Linked DNA regions of Hordeum vulgare: region 1 is linked to region 2. Evidence: chromatin contacts called from public Hi-C data. All regions are on one chromosome and are shown on one strand. The core of a region is the stretch at or near the end of the contact, and the rest is flanking DNA. Distances in the headings are between cores, read along the strand shown. Region 1 holds the start of LOC123402947 (tubby-like F-box protein 5). Region 2 holds the start of LOC123403689 (ornithine carbamoyltransferase, chloroplastic).

Evidence for each region. Hi-C and Micro-C count contacts between places; a contact is called where the count stands out from the background.
Region 1: a Hi-C map of leaf shows a contact between it and region 2, with 2.6 times the contacts expected there. The contact joins the promoter of LOC123402947 here to the promoter of LOC123403689 in region 2. A contact is called at or near these places in 2 of 6 Hi-C or Micro-C datasets (leaf and seedling).

Annotation. Positions count from the first base shown.
Region 1 is chr6H:463,921,220-463,925,327 of MorexV3_pseudomolecules_assembly, forward strand. It overlaps LOC123402947 (tubby-like F-box protein 5), which reads left to right and starts at 2,434. Exons shown (of 4, transcript XM_045096916.1): 1 at 2,434-3,500; 2 at 3,600-3,687. The coding sequence starts at 3,114.
Region 2 is chr6H:463,350,360-463,354,587 of MorexV3_pseudomolecules_assembly, forward strand. It overlaps LOC123403689 (ornithine carbamoyltransferase, chloroplastic), which reads left to right and starts at 2,411. Exons shown (of 5, transcript XM_045097601.1): 1 at 2,411-2,801; 2 at 3,631-3,965. The coding sequence starts at 2,609.

The DNA.
Region 1 (4,108 bases), core at 1,184-3,683, 570 kb after region 2:
GACTTAGTGTCATTTGGTTTCACACCACGCCGTTCCAACCATACATACAACTGTCACATCAGTTGGAACTGGTCAAACAAATCTCAAGTCTTCATCGAGCAACCAAGTTCTATTTCCTCAACCTTTCATTTTCTCATTTATATGTTGATGAAATTGTTCCTTATCATGTGAACACTTTGACTCTAGACTTTATCAATTTGGTCAATCCTAATTCTTTAGTCGCTGTACTTTCTGCCTGCTTATCCTGATTGCTTGCTACTCATTCATCGTGTATGCTCTGTTTCATCAACGATAGAGAGGAAGTTCTTTTGGTTTCTGACAAAATTGACCTGAGTGAGGACTTAGTATTTCACCCGTGCGATTTGCATACCAGGAGGAAATTGAGTGCCCTCATGAATTTTCGATCGTTGCTGCGCTTAGTACCACCTATCGAGTGGATCCTTATCGTGACAACGGTCATATTTGCTGAAGACTTTATCAATTTCGTCAATCCTATTTCTTTAGTCACTGTACTTTTCTCCTGCTCATCCTGATTGCTTGCTACTCATCCCTCGTGTATGCTCTGTTTCATCATGATGACTTTGTTGTTACCATGGTTCACATGCATTTGAGTACTTTATCCGTTACATAACATTTCATCACTATGTATTTTTTCACTAAGTAATTTTTGAGTGACGAATTTGTTATAATCGCCTAATCACCCCCTGTGGCCGATATAACACACTTCCAGGAACACAACAATGTTCCAGCACAAAAGCGCTCCTCCACCAATATTGCTCAACTCCATCAATGTCGAGACAACTTTTTTTTGGCATACCAATGCTCCTTTAGCAGCTTAGTCTATTTCTTAGCCAATGTTGTTCAACTCATGTGCAAGCAAAATCCTCAACCAAAATTGCGCCTAGACAATTTTTTGGGAGGGCAACCTTGTGCATAAATCAAACATACCCTAAGATTACATAACAACAAAACCACATGGACACACATGTGTAGCATCTCTTTTTGGTCTTTAGTTGGTACCAAAGCGACCTAATTTCAAGCATACGGATGTATTTATGTAAAGTACTACTCAGTGAAGGAAAATCAAAACAATAATGTCATACCACTTCCATCCCCATTAAGAAAAAATATATATCCTAATAAAGGCGTGTATGTCTCTTTTCCTCTTTCATGAAAGAACACCACCATAAGCAAAAGAAGTCGTGGTGTGTCCAAACTACCCCCATAACACGACACTACAAAATCAAAGCACAATAAATGCATGCAGAAAATCACAGAGTAAGAACAAAGCGAAAATCAATGTGATCTTTCCGTTATGCTCGCTCACCAATCAGAAAACAGGGGGATATTCGCTATTGAATTGCATGCCGCACATGCGATTGAGAAGAGTAGTTTCGGTGGACTCAAGGGCCCACAACACTGGAGTTTAAAGAGAGACTAATTTCCAATGGTAATTTCTTTTTGGCAGTTTTGATCTCTTTCCATTGCCCTTTGTCTTTTGTGCCGAGGATTTTCCGCTCTCCTTTCAAATACAGGGTGCATACATACTCCCTCCGCCCCATAATATAAGAGCGTAGTAAAAATGTTCTTATATTATGGGACGGAGGGAGTAGATGTCAAAGTGACACATCGATTTTTTCAGGGGTTGAAGCTATGAACCTTAAAATAGACCTTGACATTTCCTTCACCTACATAAAGAGACGTTGGAGCGAGTCATTTTGACAATTTGCTAGATTGGAGCTACGATCCCCCTAAGGCTGCTCATAGTGGAGATTAACATATAGTACTATCATGCATATGTTACTATTGTATGATAGTACCTTCATAGTGCATAGTATCATAAAGTAGTACGTATCATAGGTGATCTCATTTATTGACATGCATGACACATAGTAGCATAGCATTTAACATGTTACGGTATCTACCTATGTTACTATAATCCTCTCTCTCTTCTTTAATTACTTGCCACGTTACCATGTTTGCTAATCCCAAGACTATGTTACTAGCTATGATACCCCACTATGGCCAGCCTAAACCCCAAGACACCACCTTTTCGTTCCATCAACCGTTCATTGTATGCAGAGAGAAAGTCTTCGTAACACAAAAGTGCCTTTTAAGATGCTTTTAACCATGTAACTTGCTCTGCAACCACCTCACCTCACCTCACCTCACCAGAGCAGCCCAACCTCAAGACCAAAGCGTGAGTCCCACAGCGGCGTACACTCCATGTTGATGCATAGGATTCCCGTTGGGCAGCTGTGAGTTTTGGGGAGCCGCGAGGCGCGAGTAGTAGTAGCAGTACCTGCACACCTCGAAAGGTGAAAACTCAACGAGAGAGGAAAAAAGGAGCACCCCACAAAAAAGCCGTCCCCACCCTCCTTAAAAAACCCGCCTCCGTTCATTTTTTATTTCTCCGCGGCCCCTTTTATTATCCTCTCCCTAATACAAACCCACGCCCAAACTACACACACAGGGTTCACAGGAGCTGCAGCGAGCGGAGAGAGAGAGAGAGAGAGAGAGAGGGCGAGAGCGGAGGGAAAGAGGGAGAGGCTCCGTGGAGAAATCCTGAGCTCGGAGGAGGAAGGCAGGCGAGGGGGCGCTCCCTAATCTTGAGCTCTTTGGGGGGGGGGGGGGGGGAAGGAAGGAGCTCTTGGGGATCCAACGGAGGCGGGAATGAGGGAAACGGAGGGAGGGTTCTCGATCCGTTCTTGAGCCGATTCTTTTGATTTCCTGAGCCGCGGAAGCGGGGAAGCTTTGGATCTCGAGGCCACCCGAGCGTGAACCCTCGGTTTCTCCGGGCCCTCCTCGCTGCATTGCCTCCTCCCCAGATCCGGACTGCCGGGCGAGGAAGCGCCGGGTCCTCGCCCTCGCCGCCCACCTCAAATTCGCCCGGAAATTCCAGCTTCTTTAGCTGTCTCCGGAGCCCCGCGCTTCAGATCTTTCTCGAAATGTCCATTATTTTGGTTGGGTTGGACGCGGTGGTGGCGGCGACTACTTTATGAGCTGTCTCCTGCCATTTTTGGAGTAGATTCACCCGCAATGGCGGATCTTGCCATGGAGCTGTAAAGGGGGGCTCTTTCCGCGAGAGCGACAGCAGCTGGTCATAAGTTGCAATGTCTTTGAAGAGCATCGTGCGGGAGCTCAAGGAGATGAGGGACGGCATCGGGAGCATGTCCAGGCGCGGCGGCGTCTCCGACGGGCGCGCCGGCCACGGCCGCGGGGGGTCGCGGCATTCCTGGCCCAGCCTGTGGCCGGAGCCGCAGCCGCAGCCACAGCGGCCAGGCCAGGAGCCGCAGCAGCAGGGGCAGTGGGCGAACCTGCCGCCGGAGCTGCTGATCGACGTGATACAGAGGGTGGAGTCCAGCGAGGTGGCCTGGCCGGCGCGGCGCTATGTCGTGGCCTGCGCAGCCGTCTGCCGGACGTGGCGCGAGGTCACCAAGGATGTGGTGAAGACCCTCGAGGAGTGCAGCAGGATCACCTTCCCCATCTCCCTAAAGCAGGTATCTCCAGTCCCCCCACATCAATGCCTTCTTCCGCCATGATCTGTTTGCTCATCAAATGTGTGAGTCTGGATGCTTAACCTTGGTGGTTTGGCGCAGCCGGGGCCTCGTGATTGTCCCGTGCAGTGCTTTGTGAGGAGGGACAGGGCGACGTCCACCTATCTCCTCTACCTGGGGCTCAGCCCATGTAAGTCAATCTTGTCTGGTTGCTTCATCACATGGTTTATCGTTCCTTCTTGTTCTGGTACCATTGCATCAAGATGTATTGCTTCAGTCATACTTTTATGTTCTGGCACCACACGCAAGAATGCAATCGCAGAATAAGCGGTTTCCTTGTGAGTTAGTATGGCTGACCTATGCAAGGCGATTTGATGCATGATTTATTCCATTCAGTGGAATCTGTATCAGGTAATGCCCAGTTGTTTGTATCATAAAATTCCCCCTTTACATGCGAGATTCATATTAGAGTGCTCTCATGGACGGTTTGTGTATCATGCCTCTCTGTTCGAGTTTGTACTACTACGTTCCTTTGAAAAGAATCCTCAGAATAATGAATAACAATCAATCTAAGGGTTTCCCCACTACTGCAAGAGCTTTATTGATTGCTA
Region 2 (4,228 bases), core at 1,161-3,660:
ATGTAGGAACATGTATATCCTTTCAAGTTCACTGATGTGGTTACCACTACAACACACGTCCCTCCAAGGACCAAGGGTGGGCATGATCTTCTACAAGGTTGTTGTGTGTGACTATTAGGACATGATCAACTTTGCGGTGTCCCCATCACTACAAGTCAAGCTAATAGAGCTAAATGCAGCATGGCATTCATAATGTTCAGTTATACTTAAGAAACATGCACACGTGTCTTTAGATCCTATGGAGCATTCCTAATAATGACCATCTATTTAACTATCTTGGATCATTACCATTACAAAATGCAGCATGGCATTCATGATGTTCAGTTATTCATAAATGTGGCAGTTAATTCTTCTCCTGCATGATATTTAAGCATGTTGCATGTACCAATCTGTTGATGATTCAATCATTGATTCTGATGTACAAATAGGCAAAACCATTGCCTCTTTGGATGATGGACATGAGTGTGTTTTTGTTAGTTTTCGGTGATGTACGTCGTGAAGCGGGACGGGTGGACGGAGATGGTGCACTTCGACAAGATCACGGCGCGGCTCAAGAAGCTCAGAAGGTCTGCGCCGGGGTATACATGGGCGTCACCACCAGCCAGCTCGACGAGCTCGCCGCCGAGACCGCCGCCACGCTCAGGGCCTCCCAGCCCGACTATGCCTCCGTACATTCCCTCTTTCGATTTGTTTCTCCCCTTCCGGTCTGTTCCGTTCCCCCCTCACGGCGCCCGTGTTCGTGTCTCCTGGCCTGACGTATGTGCGTGTGTGGTTCTTCTGCAGCTCGCGGCGAGGATTGTTGTGTCCAACCTGCCGCCAAGTGGAAATAGTGTGTGTGGTGCTCGTAAATAGAGAGCATTCTGGTAGAAAGGTACAGGAAAGAATAGGGAAACTTCTGTCATTTTCTTTGGTCTCTGAAAAATAAATGGTGATGTGGGCTGATAGCCTCATACATTACTAAATTACATGATACAAACTCACTTCTCTTTTTTGATTTTTTGTTTACTTCGTTGTGCTACAATGGCTCTCCTAGGAATGTTCTTGCATGCTTTGATGTGCACAATCCAGAAAGTGCATGCATCCACAAACCAAATAGGATTTTGTGTGTGTTATCTTCTTATAAATTTTGTGCTCGTCCAATAAGAATAAGGTTTGGTGGTATTATTTTTGTCTGTCATCCGGTGAATTTCAGATTTCAAGCTAGTTGTAGTTATTTCAGGTTGTATGTGCAAATCCTTGGTGTGACATGATTGGTAACTGACCATAAATACATTGCAGTCTGATGTCTAATTCTTGATTTATGTGGTACCATGGTCTAAAAATTGGTCCTAAAGATACATGGTGTTTTTGTACAAAATAGATACAGTTATTTTGGGACGGAGGGAGTATTAGATTATTTTATTTATTTTTAATTTGGTTCTAAAGATATAGTTTCAGAGTGATCATTTTGCAACAGCCAAGCTTGCCGTTGTTACAAATAATTGTTCTGTTGTCCTTAATTCACTTTCTCGGTTTTTTTACTGCCACAAGCATTATTGTTCCATTTTTTTAGTTACTGATCATGCCATTTTTCTATCTGCCTTTGTAGCTGAAAGATTAGTGAGACTGACTAAATTCTGAACATGTTCCATGTGAGAGAAATAGCATGTTGATTTCATCTTGAAATAATCATAGCTGGGGGTGAGGTTCGTAACTGAGGGTCATGTGGAGAGCTGGAGGAAGAAGTTGCGAGGCTTGGAACTCTTCTTGTGATGGACTCAGGGACAACAGTGAGGACAATGCCTCTTTAGTTGTAATTGTGATACTACTAATGTGCAAGTAAACACTCCTATGATACTCCTTATGCTAAAATGTTGGTTGTTAGTACAAAGGTGGTGACATTATTTGGTTCTCTGGTATTGATTTCATGATTTGTGGTTAATACATGGTATAATACAATCCACATTGCATTATATTTCCAGTTACTCAATACTAACATTCTTTTTAATTGGCTTCTTGCGCCATTGGCGCAACCGGGTCATCTAGTTACCTCTAATGTCGAGTGGGCTCCATGCAGGACAGTGTCCTATGAACGAGGCGACGGATGCTCGCGTGCGATCCTATCCTAAGTCAAGCGTTTTCACTAAAATATACGAGATCACATATAAAATGGACTAATTTTTCAGAACAAAATAATAAATACAAACCAATATGTGGTTGATATTTAAAAGGACAATGCTATTCCAAGCCCATCAATTTCAAGTCATAGACTTGACAGAGAGGTTCTCACATCCTTCTACGAAGGCTATGCTCACAAAGGCGAGCTGTGAGTGCGTAGGGATAATTGTACTGCATATGTATGAACGCGTGTCCGTATCGTGTTAAAAATACGTAATAATTCTTCTAAAAAATGCGAAAGGGCAAGTGTAACGAATTCTCTACATACGCCCCTCGCCGGATCCAGCTGGCCCGTCCATCCCGACCTTTCTCGAAGCCACGAGCCGCCGCACTCAGGCCGCCGCCCTAGCCGCCGCGCCGTCCACCTCCGCCGGATTCCAGTGGCAACCAGCCTCCGGTATCCCCTTTTTCCACCCTCCGTCGCCGACAGTCACTGAAGCATCTCCTTGCGATGGCTGCAGCGGCGATTTCCGGCGGCCACCTCGTCCTCTCCACCCCTACCTCCACCCGGCGCCCACAGTTGCTCCCCATCCATCCGCCTTCAGCGCGACCAATCGCCGCATCCTCCGCCTCCGCGGCCCGCCGCGGGGTCGCGGCCGCCGCAGTGTCCAGCCCTGCCGCGGTCCCCTCCACGGGGAAAGATGGTTAGGGTTTCTAAGCCTGCATTGAATTACTTTTGTTGATTATGGGACACATTAACTAGGGTCCTGGTGGGGTTATTGTATTTGTTCGAAATTGATTTTGACAAACAGGAAATGATCAGTTGTGACATGGTACCTGCCGTGAAACTTGAGTAGCTTCCAGGGCTCCCAATGTGGGCAGTTTCCAATCCTCTGCCAATGTCGATTCCTCAGGGACTAGTTAGCACAACCTCTGTCCGGAATCAACTGTCGCTGAAATGAGTGTATCCACACACTGAAACGTGTCAAGATACACCCATTTCAGCAACGGAGGGAGTAGTTGCTAGCAGCGCGCAAAGTTTGAAGTCTTAAATAGCTTTTGATATAAAATGAAGAGCCCCCTTATGATTGATCATCAGCTGTGTCAAAATTCTGGTGATCATTTTTATATGACACTGGATGAGAAATTATTTGTAATGAGAATCCACGCAGAGAGATCACACTATTCATATGGTGATCAAACAAGAAATGTACAGATTTTTCTGGTTGGACACTGCAAAACACAGACTGTGCTTTCCTTGTCCCCGTCATCACTGTTATGTTGTGCTCACCTACTTCGTTCCTCACCAGTGATCACCATTGAGCAATAGTTTTTCTTATGGTAAAGATGTTAGCTCTGAAATTCACTGGTTTGCTCATTAGCTTTTATCTTTTTTTTTTCCTTCCTGAAAGCATGTGAGTGACGGAAACTTAGTGTACATTTCAAAAGTTTTGTGCATCAGAGTAAACTTTTATTACTGAAGATGTAACAAAATTTTGCTAACTTTATTGACAACACTACATTTTCTTGCAGGCAAACAGGTTCCTAAGGATTTCCTCCATATCAATGATTTTGACAAAGATACAATCATGAAGATTCTTAACCGAGCAATTGAGGTTAAGGCAATGATAAAATCAGGAGACAGGAGCTTCCAACCGTTCAAAGGAAAGTCGATGGCAATGGTCTTTGCCAAGCCGTCAATGAGGACCCGTGTTTCATTTGAAACAGGATTCTTCTTGCTTGGTGGGCATGCCGTCTATTTAGGTCCTGATGATATCCAGATGGGCAAGCGTGAGGAGACCCGTGATGTTGCTCGTGTACTTTCTGGATATAATGACATCATTATGGCCAGGGTTTTTGCTCATCAGGTATGATCATTAGTTCTATGATTATGATTTGTAAAATTTCTATTGAGGTATGCCAGATTCTAAATAAAATTCCTGCATATTAAATCTTCCTGTTCCACAACGTGTAACGATTGCAATCTAGACATAACTATAACTTCTTATTTCTTTGGTGCTTAAGCAAAGTTAGATATCTACTCTGAAGCCATGAGCGGACAATAGAAGAAATATATATTTCGCAGGCTGAAACCTTTTAATATGAAGCATCAACCACGATAGAGTGTAGT